Regions from separate parts of the Mus musculus genome. Here region 1 is linked to region 2. A link is a contact called in public HiChIP or PLAC-seq data. All regions are on one chromosome and are shown on one strand. Each heading gives the region's core, a stretch centred on a gene start, on an enhancer-like site or on the middle of the called end of the contact. The rest is flanking DNA. Distances are from core to core; before and after follow the strand shown. Region 1 holds the start of Pdha1 (pyruvate dehydrogenase E1 alpha 1). Region 2 overlaps Sh3kbp1 (SH3-domain kinase binding protein 1).

Region 1 (3,055 bases), core at 308-2,807, 180 kb before region 2:
AAACACTGGTTCCCTTGTTTCCCCAGGGCAGTTTCTTTAAGGCATTAACTTTTGTAATGATAAATTTCTTGTTGGAGGATATTTTGTAATAATGCAAAAGTCTTGTTTCTCATTTTTTCCTGCCATTCATTTTAGCTTCTATTGATAATTCCTGCCTGCAGTGGTGATGGTGTCTTTGTGAAGTGGTGATTCCCACCCACTCAATCTGTGTATATTTGTGTGTGCACATGCACGCGGAAGTCAAAGGTTAATTTCAGGTCAGTCTTCCTCAGTCACTCTTCAGCTAAACTTTTTGAGGCAGGGTCTCTTACTTATCCTGGCTATTACTTCAGTTAGATTGATGGACAAGCAAGCACCTGGGATCCTCGTGTCTCTGCCTCTCCGGCACCAGAATTCCAGGCAATGTTGCTCTTTTCTCTTATTCAGTTGCGTATTTGTGAAGGATCTGTGGCTCTTTCTTTCCCGTGAGTTATAATGCATCACTACAGCACTCATTTCATCCTTCATCCATGGAGATCATAAATGCAAATATTAGAGGACTTTTTATCCTGGGTTCCCAAGTGACCTCCTAGAAATGCTACCTGGCCAATCCATGCTGGACATTTGAATGGAAAAGTCAGCCTCTGTTTCTCTGACCCAGTGATAATGTGAAGCTGACCGATCCAGGCAACAGTTTGAACTTTGAGAAATCATCATCTGCACGTTTCCCGTGTTCTCATAAAGTCTCGTGTCCTAATCTTAATAGTGTTTGGGTAACAACAACACAGGAGATACAGGATTCTGCCTTTTCCCAAGCATAAAGGACAGACAAACTGCTTGTCTATAACTGAGTCCCCCATGAAAAGAAGCAAGCTAACAAAAAATCAAAGAATAAACGCTAAAGCTAAACTCTTGGATGTCTATGGTCAACGATTAATATTTGCTTTCATTTACTTATTTTGATTTTTTTTTTAGATAGCCTCGCTAAGTAGTCCAAGCTTGTCTTGAACTGAACAGACAGCCTGACCTCCAACTCTGGCTATCATCTGACTTCAGACTCCCTAAGGAAGGAATGACAGGCATGTGCCACCACACCCAGCAACATCCAGCATTTAACTGTTAAATCTCACCCAAGTCAACCAGGGCAACACTTTGCAAGGAATATGTGACCTTTTAAAGACAAATTAGTGGCAGGACCATTTCTAGAAACCAGATGATCTGTCTTTCTTGCCCTGGCACCATGGCTTCTCTGTGTAATGGAACAAGGCTGCCTGCCAAAGCTGTACCACAGGCCCGACTGGGCAAAGGGCAGGACCCGCTTTCACCACTTCTTCGCTGGTCTGTGGTACTCAGGGCAAAAGGAAGGAGAGGCCTCTTCCCCACGCCCCGGGGCCCCCCACTTTCCCACGCAGGCGCCCTGGGACACCGGCCTCTTCACCCTCCAGCCACAGCCCCACCTCATTTTTTAGTTAATTAATGGACGGCCACATGTTCCTCCTCAGAAGGGCGTAGCCATCGCCAGCAACCATTCTGGTTGGCCTGCAGACTAGCGCGGCGTGTGATGCCGTCGCGACTCCGTCACTGCGTTTTGGGCGTGGCTTCGGCTCCGGGCGCCTCAAGGAGACTTGGGGACGCCCGCACCACTCCTTTTGAGTGCCTGGGTGCCGCGGCCGCCGCGTGAGTCTGCTGCGCTCCATGAGGAAGATGCTTGCCGCTGTATCCCGCGTGTTGGCAGGCTCTGCGCAGAAGCCGGTGAGGTCGCCTGATCCCGGGAGGCCGGGGTGGGGCTGGAGCCGGCCTGAGGCGGGGCAGGAAGAGGGCGGACCGGGCCCCCCTGGAGCGCACGGCTGGGGGCTGGGGACGAGCTGCGGGACTTGGGTGGGCTTTCCGCGCAGTCCGTGTCGCCACTGGCCGGGGGAAGAGCGGCTTGAGAACGGGCCCGGTCCGCTGTGCTTCCCCCGATCGCCCCCAGCGGAGCTTCACGCCAGCTCCCCTGCAGCGCCCCACAACTGCTCGTCCCTTACGGGACACTGGGAGGCGGAGCTTGGGCTTGCTCCAGCCTCTCTGGACTCCGCTGACTTCCACTCTCCTTCATGTCATTGCTCTTGGCTATGAGGCCACGTAAGACGAAATAAAGAGCTCCCAGTCCCGGGAGTCAGGTTCCGTGCGCACTCCGACTTCTTCGTTTACTAGCCTTGGCACCAGGAACCATCAAGAAGCAGGATATGTAAAAACTCGTCTGAGGGCCTAGTTCTCTCATCTCCATAATGGAGATTCTGAGGACGCTACCTTCTGGGGGGGTGGTTATCTTGAGTTGGTCAGTGGCACGAATGCCAACCCTTCTGCCTGGCACCTGCCAAGGGCCGGTGTCCAGCTGCGTGAGCATTTGTGGATCACCTGTGTTCTGTTCTGAGGAAGGTTCAGGGAGGTCAGGTTCACGGAAAACAAACTTCCTCCACTCCCTGCTCCTCTGAACTTTTTCTTGGCAGTCAATTTTCGAGCAATCGAGCATAACCCAGAGGAAGCCGCCTTTACCCTTAAACACACAGAGGCTTAGAGTTCAAAGTAGCGAAAGAAAACAGCAATGGTTTTCGGAGAGTTGGGATTAGAGGTTAAGACTTATGGCCCGGCTTTAAGAGCTGTCTAATACCTAAGCTTTTAGCATTTTGACCTCTAGCCACACAGAGGTTGCCTTCTCTTGGTGTAACTGTCATCAGGCTTTGACTTGTAATTCTGGTTCTGTTGATTTCTTTAGGATTTGATGCAATTCTGCTCAGTGTGGGGAGGTTGTAGAAAGGTCGAAATGTCCTTCTCTAGGAATTGCATCAAGGAATGGAAAACCACCATTTGAATCTGAACCGGCAGCAAAGCACATTTCTACGACATAGCCAACATTTATTGAGCTCTTAGTATGTGTCCTGAATTCGGCCACGATCTTCACGCGTGTTAAAAGTGCATCATTGATTTTCAGTTTGTTTGAACAAGTTTCTTGTGTGCAGAAATTGTTAGTTGAAGGGAAATTTGTTTATAGCTTGGGGGCTGGGCATGAAATAAAATTGAAAACGAAAAGAAGCTT
Region 2 (3,512 bases), core at 812-3,311:
AGGCTTCAGGATACTTCTTAGATCAATAGTTCTTTCACCATTTTCTGTCTGATGGGCTCTCGGACTAGCCCACTGCAGCTAACAAGTATGCTTTTAGTCCCTCACACAGTCTAGGTCACCACAGTCCTTGATCAAATTAGTTCACGTGGAATTTCCTGAAGGAGTGAAATATACAGCCTGACAACTCCAGGGAACTGAAATAGGCTAATGGAATAGAGCCGTGCCGATCAGAAACTTGAAAAGCCACTATCAGCCAGTAGGTGTCACTGTAGAGACATCATTGAGATAACAGAGAACAGGAAACTGAAGTTATGCCTATGGTCATCAGAAAACTAAACAATGAAACTGGCCTGAATCCAATTTCAGTAAACAGAATCCTTTGAAAAGGAAGACTGCCTTGGCTTTGTGGGTAATTAAAATTGATCTGTTTTATAGGATCATGTTCTGCTTACTGTATCAGATTTTCAAGAAAATCCGCAATGCAAACACTCAAACCTATGAGGAGAAAAATCCCATCCAACCTTTGATTTCTTTGTGCTGATGACTGCTTCAAATGACTACTGTTTTTGTGCTTCTAGACATTAAAATGTTGCTAAAATTCCAAAAAAAACCCAATCCGACCTGACGATTTTCTTAGAAGAAGATGGAATTTAAAAGTCGTCATTTATTTCTAGGAAGATCTGAGCGCGCAGGAGAGGCTTCCTCTACAAAGCTGCATGCACTGGCTGAACAATGCTCTTTTGTGGTGGGACTCTCACCCAGGGCCTTGCACACACTAGGCAACTATTCTTCCACTGAGACACACTTCTGCTGGTCACCCGCTTCTCTCCCTTGGTGTCTCTGTCTCTACCCTCTAATCCCTGCGTGTGTACGTCTCTCTGCGTGTGTCTCTCTGCGTCTCTGCGTGTGTCTCTCTGCGTCTCTGCCTGTGTCTCCCTGCGTGTGTACGTCTCTCTGCGTCTCTTTCTTTCTTGAGATGGAGATTATTCATTTACTATGCTATCTAGGCTCAAATTCCCCAAATCAAGTGATTGCTCCCACTTCAACCTGCTGAGCAGGCGGGACTGTGGGTGCTTGCTAGCACAACAATGTTTTCTTTGTTTCTCAGAAACAAGCAACTTAAATCAGCTTTACCATTTCCTGGGCCCCGAGTGAAATTAAAATGCTTTAGAGGCCAAATTTACTCTAAAGCATGAATTCAAGTCAACTTTTCCTTAAGAGATAATGTAAGTATAAAATTAAATACATATATATAATTTTTTTGCCAGTTTTGAATATAAAAGACAAGGCCTATGAGCAGAGAGCACAACATGTAATGTAGTCTATCTAGATACTCCACAGCTTTTTAAGTTGATCAGGTGACAGGGGTGTCTGAAGGCTTTTTTTTTTTATAAATGTGACAGGATGAAGAACGCTGACTATAAGTGAAACTAGAAAATAAACACCTGTATGCACAACTCAGAGACTCTGCAGCATGTCTTAGGAATTCTGTTTTTTGTTTTTGTCTTTTTTTTTTCTTTTTCGAGACAGGGTTTCTCTGTATAGCCCTGGCTGTCCGGGAACTCACTCGGTAGACCAGGCTGGCCTCGAACTCAGAAGTCCGCCTGCCTCTGCCTCCCAAGTGCTGGGATAAAAGGCATACGCCACCACCGCCGGCGTGTCTCAGGAATTGTGATGACTACAGTAATCACTGTCACTAAAGAATGACAAACATCCATACCCATTGTCTGTTTATCTGTCTTGCTTGGTTTCTAACCCATTGTTAGTACACCCATGGAAGGGCAGGGACACTTCACCCTGGCTGGTCACTCACTTGGGATATGGTAACAGTCTTGGAAGTCTTCTTTGACACGTCTATTCCTCTGTGCGCAAGCGAAATGTGTTCCTCTTTATCTTCTTCGGGACTTGGGGAGTCAAAGATATCGGGGCTTGAAAGGGAAGACTGGATAAAGCCAAAAGAAAATGCCTTCGTCAGAATCATACCTTAGCTGACACAGCTTTGTTTATGTGATGCTGTTAGCTTCTCAAGGCACTCATCATTTCTATTTGATCTGCCTCTAAAACCCTGTGAGGCAGAAAGTATGCTGTTATCTTCTTATAACAGATAACCATATGGCTACCTAGCAGCAGGACTTGGACCAAGCCAGAAGAAGCTAATCTAGGAGCTGCCCCTGATGCCCATCAATCACTTTAACCATGTAACCATCTGTTGTATAGCTTTTCCTAGTCTCTCTATTCTCCAAACATTTGTTACTATGTACCTTAACATGTGATAAGTGGTCCCAGCTCTTGGGGGCTAGCAGTATGGTAGGAAATAGCCCATGGCCAATAGGAGACTGCCTCATAGCCTCCTCTCCTTCACCCTCCTCTGGATCCTTCCTATTCCTTGACCCTACACGTGGTACACATACACGTCCCTTGAAGGATGCATCTGAGAGGGGGCCATTTCTAGAGGCAGGGGATCATGAGTAAAGTGCATAGCCCTACCCACTAGCATATGCTCTCTCTCCTTTGGTATTTGCTACTAATCTCTGCCCTCATTATTATGGACAGTAAACACCCATTCTGGTGTGTATTTGCTAAGGTATATTTATTTATAGAAAGGCAGTACCATTGGGTAAAATGTGGTTCTACACCCATGCCCTTTCTGCCTCACTGTGAAATCACTATAAAGACCCAAAAACTGAATGGGGAGCAAGTCAGCAGAATTCTCTTGGTCACAAGTAATTCCTTTGCTACAATGCTTCAAGTTTAGAACAAAACAAATGAAATCAAGAGTTCCTGTTGCAAGGATTCTTTATAAAATAAATTGTCTTCTAGAAATACATTGCAGCAAGCTTAAATTCAGCTTTGCTTTCTACCCTGAGGTAATAAATGGTTCTAACGGTAATAAAGAATTACCATTTGAAAATGAAAAATTATGCTCACAAATATTTTTTCTTCCTTTTATCCTGCTTACTAAGACAGAAACTTAAAAAAAATATGGGGAGGGATTTTTAAGTCAAGGTTTTGTTTCAAGAGGTCTTATTTGTTAATCTTCACTTAATCTGAAAATCCAATTACCAAAAATATGGCCTCTCACACCAAGCATTCTTATTAATATAGGCTTACCTACTCAACCAGGATGCAATACACAGATCCTTTCAAGATTTAAAAAGCTTCCTTCTATACAATGCATGTTGCATGAGCTTGCCCTTTAGGGTTTATAAACATAACCAGATCCAATTAGTAAGAAAGCACCCAGGCCAGGGAACCATAACTAGTGTTTCTTCAATTATTCCCCCACTAGCCTTCCTTATCCACTAATCCCATTTGTTAGGAAAACCCCGACAGGTGCTACTTTTAAGAGTGAAGAAGAAATTCCGAGTGTACATCCAAATGGGGATGGATAAGAATGAGAGACAAAAATCTGCACACTATACATCATTAAAGCACCAAGGTTTTAAGTCCAAATAAAATCACTCTCCATAAGATGTTAGGCTTTAAGTCACCAAAAGAAGCCTTCTCATTAC

The links. HiChIP or PLAC-seq counts read pairs in DNA pulled down with a chosen protein or histone mark.
Region 1: an H3K27ac HiChIP or PLAC-seq map of extraembryonic endoderm stem cells shows a contact between it and region 2. The contact joins the promoter of Pdha1 here to the enhancer-like site in region 2. A contact is called at or near these places in 11 of 39 promoter capture datasets (3T3-L1-derived adipocytes, the C10 cell line, the HPC-7 cell line and 7 more), 26 of 484 Hi-C or Micro-C datasets (the AtT-20 cell line, B cells, the C10 cell line and 19 more), 17 of 115 datasets of contacts at active chromatin or transcription factors (the SCID.adh cell line, bone marrow-derived macrophages, embryonic stem cells and 6 more) and 3 of 9 other capture datasets (adipose tissue, liver and pancreatic islet).

The regions. Positions count from the first base shown.
Region 1 is chrX:160,136,932-160,139,986 of GRCm38.p6, reverse strand. It overlaps Pdha1 (pyruvate dehydrogenase E1 alpha 1), which reads left to right and starts at 1,557. Exons shown (of 11, transcript NM_008810.3): 1 at 1,557-1,731. The coding sequence starts at 1,675. It overlaps Gm39547 (a long non-coding RNA gene), which reads left to right and starts at 1,740. Exons shown (of 2, transcript XR_878293.1): 1 at 1,740-2,206.
Region 2 is chrX:159,960,195-159,963,706 of GRCm38.p6, reverse strand. It overlaps Sh3kbp1 (SH3-domain kinase binding protein 1), which reads right to left. Exons shown (of 18, transcript NM_001135727.2): 15 at 1,814-1,942. Among named protein-coding and RNA genes, the nearest start is that of Map3k15, 26 kb to the left of the region's middle. Within about 2 kb of position 2,061, at least 3 of the 459 cell types and tissues checked have an H3K27ac peak or open chromatin away from gene starts, as enhancers often do. A contact at or near this core is called in extraembryonic endoderm stem cells, where this site is marked.